2 separate regions of the Anas platyrhynchos genome follow, and region 2 is linked to region 1. A link is a contact called in public Hi-C data. All regions are on one chromosome and are shown on one strand. The core of a region is the stretch at or near the end of the contact, and the rest is flanking DNA. Distances in the headings are between cores, read along the strand shown. Region 1 holds the start of TCF7 (transcription factor 7). Region 2 overlaps LOC106014446 (a long non-coding RNA gene).

Region 1 (3,710 bases), core at 936-3,435:
AGTGACAGCAGGGAGATGGGCTCCCCCTGACAGAGCAGGGCTCTGCTGGGGCACGGTGGGGCTGCCAAAGGGATCTCTCCCCTCCTCCCTGCGGGAGCAGACAGCACCGATTCCCACAAACAACATTTTACCACACCTCAAGGATTATTTCAGACCCCACCGTCCATCAATTTTTCACAACGCCAGCCTAACATCCTACCCCATCCAGTGAACCAACAACTGAAAACTGAACTGCTTACACTAAGGAGGGCATTACACGTTCGTTCAAACCTTATTCCTTTAAAGGTTAAAAACTAAAACTGAAATACGCCGAATGCTGCTGTGTTCTCATTAACCGACTGCAAGTGTCTGAAATGAATGCAGTGATGCCGGCTCCCCCGGAGCGACACGAGCTCGGTATCTGCTGCGATGTCACCAAATTCTTTTCTGAAGTTCTGATAGAGATGGCGACGGGGAGAGACAGCTTTTCTCCAGCAGCCTTTAGTTCAATTATTCATACAGCACAACTTATTATAAACATCAAAATACACAGAGTTCCTAACTGATTCGACCTGAAAGGGAAAAACTTTGTAGGAAGAAGACTGGAATAGCCCTCCAGTAGCATTAAGCTCTTTCCGAAAAACCTCTATTGCCATTTTAGAAGTGCAAGATCCACTTTCTGGGCCATCATCCACAAGAGAGCCCTAACCAGGCCAAAACCCAGCCGTTTTACCAGCAGATACACCAAACTCAAGTTAAACCATGGGACGTGTCCCTGAACACAAACACCAGAAGTTGCTCGCCTCCAGACCCAGAGAAAGGAAGGGGCATTTTTACACCAGATCTTAGGCTTTGATTGCTGGAAGAGGCACACCTAGACGAGGAGACTTGAGAAGAAACTCCTCCAGCAGAGTTGGAGAAAAGCAGCGCTGCCCACCGAGCATCGCTGCCCCTTCCCACTCCTTCCTTCAGCTCGGACAGGACAGCGCCCGGGCACTTAGAAACTGAGATGCATTTTGTCAAAAAAAACAGCACACGGAGGTGCCCGCACGGTACCCGCGGCACACTTTGGCACGAGAGGCCACCAAACTTCTGGGTAAGGAGAGGATGAACTCACCAGCGGTGACATAGATCCATTTGGCAGATAAGGGTCTGAGAGCATTAGGAACGGGTAGCCAGAATACGTGGATCCTTTATACATCCCTGGGTCCTGGTGCTTCATACCTGCAAAAATCAAAGTTCCCCGTCAGGGTTTGCCTTCCGACAGGTGACTTCTGCCTGCCGGGGGAGCCCATGGAGGTGATGGATTATTTGGGGAGCCTTTTTGCCCCGTGGCCCTAAAAGAGGGGACCGCAGGGGGATGAAGGCAGCTCTCTGGGGGTGGCATCCCCAACCCTTCCCACCCTAGGGGGGACCTCCAGGGGGTCGCGGGGCCGGGGGATGTCCCAGGGGGGTCTGGAGATGGGGGGGTCTCCGCCACTAACCATCTTCCATGTGGTCCGGGAGCTTCTCCTGATAAACCCTCTGCGGATCCTGCACACGCCTGATGGCCTGCATGGGGAGGAGAGAGAAAAAGCAGAGCGGGGGGTGGCTTGAGGGGGGGTGGGGGGGTGCGGGCCGGCCGGGGGCCGTGCTGGGGAGGGGGGGGCCCGGCTCACCTCGGGGTCTGCGGCGGCGGCCGGGCTGCCGCTGCCCTCGGACTCGTTGACCAGCGAGGACTTGAGGTCGGCCAGGTCGCGCTCGGTGAAGGCGTTTTCGGGGATCTTCTCCTCCTGCTCGCCCTCGTCCTTGAAGGCCAGCATCTCGTCGGTGGCCCCCAGGTCGTCCCCGCCGCCGCTGCCCAGCTGCGGCATTTTCCTCCCTCCCGAGCCGAGCCCCGACCGTCCCGGCGAGGGCTGAGCTGCGCCGCCCGCACCGAGCCCTCCTCGGCTTTTTTTTTTTTTTTTTTTAATTTGTTTTCCTCTCCCTCAGTTCTTCTTATTTTCCTCTCGAAGAAGACCTCGCTCCCTCTTCAAAACTCGCTTTTTAAAGTTCTTTCCTAAATTGCCTCCTTAACTTCTAAACTTTTCCCTTCGATTTTTTTTTTTTTTTGCTTCCTTCTCCAAACCCCCTTCCGAATTCTTTCTAAAAAAAAAAAAAATAACAATTTCTTTTTTCTTTTCCTTTCTTAACTCTTTTCCTTCCCCCCCCCCCCCCCACCTCCTCTTTTCCCTCCCTCTCCCGGCGGGGGGCTCGGCAGGCTGCGGGCAGGCGTCGCGGGATGCCGGGCTCGGCGGGGCCCCCCACCCCGGGCCGCCCCCCCACCACCGCCCACCCCCCCCCCGCCCCGAGCCGAGCCCGAAGCCCGAGCCCCGCAAAGTTTCCCCGGGAGCAGCGGGCGGGCAGCGGCACGGAGCGCCCGGTGCCTGTGTGCGAGCGCGGCGGCGCGGCGGCCAAGGGCTGCCGACATCAAAGCGGCCGCCGGGTGATTGGCAGCGCCGGGGAGGGGCCGGGGGCGGGCGCACGCACCCGTGCGCGCCCCCCGCGCGCGTGCCCGTGCGCGCATCCCCGCGGGGTGCCGGTCTTAAAGGAGCAGAGAGCGAGGCTCCGAGGGGAGACCCCCCCCCAACCTCCTGCCCCTCCTCTCCATCCAGCTCCCACCTTGGGCTCGGGGCTGTGCGGGCTCCTGTGCGCGCACCCGTGCGCGCTCACGGTGCGGCGGTGCGCGCGCTTGTGCCCACGCGTGTGTGCGCGCACCTGTGCGCGCCCGCATCTGGACACGCGCACGTGCACGCGCGCATCCTCGTGCCCGCATCTGCCCGCACCGCACACTCGCGCGCGCTCCCGACCGTGCCCGCGCGCCCCCCCCCCCGTTGCACGCCGAGTGTGTGCGCGGGCACCAGCCCCCCGCGTGTGCGCGCACGGCCCCGCACCCGCACATTTGCACGCGCGTGGGCCGCCGCCGGCCGGCTGCGCACGGCTGAACACGCGCGGGCGGGCGGGCGGGCACGCGTGGACGCAGCCAAGGCGCGTGCACGAGCGGCTGCCCGTGGCACACACGCACACGCGTGGGGAGCGATGCGCGCCCACGTGTGCGCGCACGCGGTGCGGGGGAGCGGGGGGATGCGCGCTGCGGTGCGCACCTGGGCGGCGGGGGGCACGGCACGGCGCGGCCCCCAGGGGCTTGGCCCGGCTCGGTTCGGCTCTAGGGGGCTTGGCCCGGCTCGGCTCGGTCCCCAGGGGCTTGGCCCGGCTTGGCCCGGCTCAGTTTGGCCCGGTTTGGCTTGGCCCGGCTGGGCTCGCCCCGCTTTGCCCGGCTCCCTCCCTCGGCCCCCCTGGTAGCCCGGCCGTGCCGTCGGCCGGCAGAAAATTATGAGTTTTCCCGAGCGGCCCCGAGGGTCAGGAAACACGAAATTAACATCTTCGCAGCCAATTCCGAAGACACTAGACACTTGTGTGTCGGCGTCGGGTTTTTCTTCTAAGCAGTTCCCATGGAAAAGGAAACTCCCCATCTCTTCTGATCGCGTACGACAGGTCCTGTGCATGTCTCCGGTAGCTTAAAAAAACACACCGATATTTATTTTCCTTAATTAAGATTGCATAAGATAGCCCTGGGTCCTGGAGACTTTTCTACAGACTGTAATGACGCCATGTAAATTGTTTTTTATGACCCAATATACTACATATTGTCACATTCAGCCCTTGAATAGGAAGCTAAAAATCTCGGTCCCTATTTTTCTTGTTAATTAGGG
Region 2 (3,455 bases), core at 921-3,420, 120 kb before region 1:
TTAATCACTGCTGTTTTGTCCTGCCATTGATAGGGGGGGTGCTGTGCAGAAATGCTTATTATGATCGCTCATCACCTACATTTAGCTGTTGCTAATTGCAGTAGCATTAGCACATGGATGACTTTGGGAAATTAGGGCACTCTGTGGCTCAGAGTCAATTCTGCTGTAGCAGGAGAGGTTTTCTTGAAAGCCCATCCTTTCATGCCCTGAGAACTGCCTTTTCTAAAAAAGAAAACAAACAAAACCTGCTTCTTATTAAGTGGATTTCTGGTTATTTATTTATTTTTCAGATTACACACCATGAACTTTTACATGCAGTGTAACATTAGCAAAAGTAAGACAATAATATAGAAACTAAAATTCTATAGAGCAGGTTTGGAACTGCAGGGAAGAGTGGTAATTCCATTCCTTATGCCCTCCTTCATCCTGTTAGGTATTGATTGCTGTTAATAATAACAGGACACTGCAGCAGCTATTTTGGTAATGTTGAACTATAAACATGGAGGTAAATAGCTTAATAAGCACAGATAATTCCTTTATTCTCAAACCTCAAATATAGTCTACAGTGCAGAATGAGTCAGCTGGAAGGATCTGCATTTATGTATCCTCCTCCGAGAGAGGAAGTACAGCGAGGAGCACAGCAGTGCTGCGTGCTTGGATACATTTCAGACGTGAAGACAGCAGGCTTTTTGATGAGAGATTTTTAATGTCTTCCAGCCATCCCCATGAGGATGCTGGTCTAAGATCAGTATACAATCTTTATATCTCTTTTCACCAGCTGATGTATTATCTGATTATGATATACCGTTTTTCAAGCAGTTTGACACCTCACCTTCAGGGTATTTTCAGAAGGAGCCCAGCTTTGTCAGGGTGGTACTTCCTGGAGTCCAGCATCCTAAGAAGGCAAGGAAAATATCCCCAGCTCACTGTCGGACTGGCAGATAGAGTCCATGTATCTGAGAGGAACTCTTACTATCAAAGTTCATAACCTTCTTTACTAGCGACTGTGTGCGTTTATACCACCACCAATGAAGAACCATCTATCTAATGCGAAACGACCGCAGCCTGTGTTAACCAACAGAAATCTGGAAGCGAAACCTGCTGAGGGGTGTGCCGCTTCCCCGCGCAGCGAATCTCCCCGAGCGCTGCCCCAGAAGTCACCCGAGACGTGCAGGAGGCCTGTCTGCTCTGCAAAGTGAATTTCACTTGTTACCTTGGCATTGACATGGGCAGGGAGGTTTAGGATGTGAGAAACACATACATTCAGAGGCACCTGGCTGAGCTATGACTTCACCGCTTAAATACTACATTGGTGATACAATTTAACACGAGCAGAAGATGACAGTACTTTAATTTGTCAAAATACAGCATGCTTTTCCCTGTTAGTGCACTCAAATATGTGAACGTGCATTTGTACAGTATTCTGATTAATCTGCTAAGTGGCATCCCCTACTAGAAACCCCTTTCAGTTCCAGTCTGCAGCCTTAGCTTACAGGAGTGGTTCAGTCAGCTTAATTGGGAACGTCCACAGATGAAGGATGTGGCACATCAGAGATTGCTAATTAGAGAAGTTGGGCTTTACAGAGGTGCCAAAGAGATTCAGTAGCATAAGTGCCAGTCCACAGTGTCATAAGCATTTAAGTTAATTTGAATTCACTGATGTCATAATTACTACATTCACTGAGATGCAGTTACAGACGCTAATGGATTGAAAAAAAAACTGTTCCGTTCAGACACTGTATCTTGTTTCCCCTGATATCAGTGGGAACGGGAATGGATTTAGGTTTTGCCATTTCCATTAAGAAAAATCAAAAATCCAATAGGCAATTTCCTGTCATAAGGAGATTTGAGCGAGAGCAGATGGAGGAAGAATAATGTAATTGTGATGCACTTTCTTTTTTACTAGCTTGCTCTGTTTCAGTTTCAAGAGCATGCCTAAAATGGGTTCTTCCACACAGAAAGCTCGCTCAGTAAGTCTTAAAATAAATGACGAGCAAAAATGGCATCTACCAATCCACAATGCCAGCAGTGATACCAGGCATCGCCAACAACTTATTATCACCATGAAAACTCGAACAAATAAATTATGGAGTACTTTGTTTAGCACAGACCGCAGAAGCTTTCACCAGCAGGCTTTTCTGACTCATCCTTTCACTGGCCATAGCAGTGCTGGTGTGTCAGAGGAATGAAGGATCTCATTCATTCGGGGGACGGGGGAAATGACAGCCCGGCAGCCAAGATTTCCTTCGGTGGCTGAGTCGCAGCACTCGCAGAAAGGCTGGCTGAGTCGCTCGGAGGGGAGAGCACTGCAGCTCGGTTCTGCCTGATTCTGCCACGTCCTTGCCAAACTCTGATATCAGTGGGAAATCTGTTTAAATCTCTGAAGCGTTTGCTCTTGATGATGTGTTGGCTGGTTTACAGATACATTTTCAGAAGGTGTCAGTGATGACAACTACATTTATTACATGAAATGAAATGTAACTTGGAATTGAGCTGTATGAGAGAAGAGAGGGAAGACAGTTCATCCAGTCTTATTTTGATCCCTCAGAATTCTTTTTAACCCTTCAAAATGCTTTCACAAACATCCAGAGAGCTTCCAGGAGGATTCATTTTATTTTGTCATGGTGTGTTTATTTGGGTTTCTTTTAGGAGAAATCACACATGAAGGGGCATTATAAAGTGACCCACTTCAAACTTGGCTGCCTTCATCCAGCTGTGGCAGCTGGAAGTGCAAATGGAAACTGAGGAATGGGAACAGTCTTCCACAATTATGGCAATGCCCTCCTGTACATTTAGAGGGGTATTAAACCATCTATTTCGGATATCTGGTTTATTTGGTTAGAAGAGTCTGCTCTGCATCTGAATGGAATAGGGAGAGAAGCAGAAACTCTCAGAAAATGCTTCAGATCACCCTTGCTAGGCAATGCTTCAATATTCTGAATTGCTGAGGATGAATGTCTCTGTTGGCATAGGGCCCTACCTTTCTCACCTTCTTTAAGAAGCTAAAGACAGTCACAGTTGGGTGGCAACCCCCTAGAACGCAGAAAAGCAACGTATGGATGTGAGACAGTGCAGATAAGGTAATGTAAGGTCTGGGAACACTGACAGCAGGGTGTCCAAATCCACCTGAGCTGCCTGCTGGCTGCAGAACCATCGTATCTTCTGCCATGCTCAGAGGAGACAGCTCGTGTTGGAGGAAGAAGCCATAGCCAGTGCAACTATGGTTTCCTAAGTGGCAAGAAGCCCCAAGTTGATGAGCTTGTGGTATCTTTCTCGCTTCCTATTCCATGCTCAAAACCCACAAGGCTGTAAGAACTTCAGGCGCTACTTGTGCATGTGAATAATATCCACAGAGCCTTAAACGTACGGGCAGCACACATAAATGCAATCTGGAAGTGAAGATACCAGGACACAGGATCAGCTCTAGAGAGAAAGGAGCAGCATTGTGAGCTGAA

The links. A called contact is a pair of places that touch in the nucleus more often than the background predicts.
Region 2: a contact with region 1 is called in a Hi-C map of skeletal muscle, with 1.7 times the contacts expected there. The contact joins the enhancer-like site here to the promoter of TCF7 in region 1. A contact is called at or near these places in 2 of 8 Hi-C or Micro-C datasets (liver and skeletal muscle).

The regions. Positions count from the first base shown.
Region 1 is chr14:2,782,567-2,786,276 of IASCAAS_PekinDuck_T2T, reverse strand. It overlaps TCF7 (transcription factor 7), which reads right to left and starts at 2,185. Exons shown (of 12, transcript XM_072023466.1): 1 at 1,638-2,185; 2 at 1,464-1,530; 3 at 1,097-1,203. The coding sequence starts at 1,832.
Region 2 is chr14:2,904,981-2,908,435 of IASCAAS_PekinDuck_T2T, reverse strand. LOC106014446 (a long non-coding RNA gene) reads right to left here. Exons shown (of 5, transcript XR_011803418.1): 5 at 250-3,389. Among named protein-coding and RNA genes, the nearest start is that of UBE2B, 5.2 kb to the left of the region's middle. Within about 2 kb of position 2,170, at least 1 of the 8 cell types and tissues checked has an H3K27ac peak or open chromatin away from gene starts, as enhancers often do.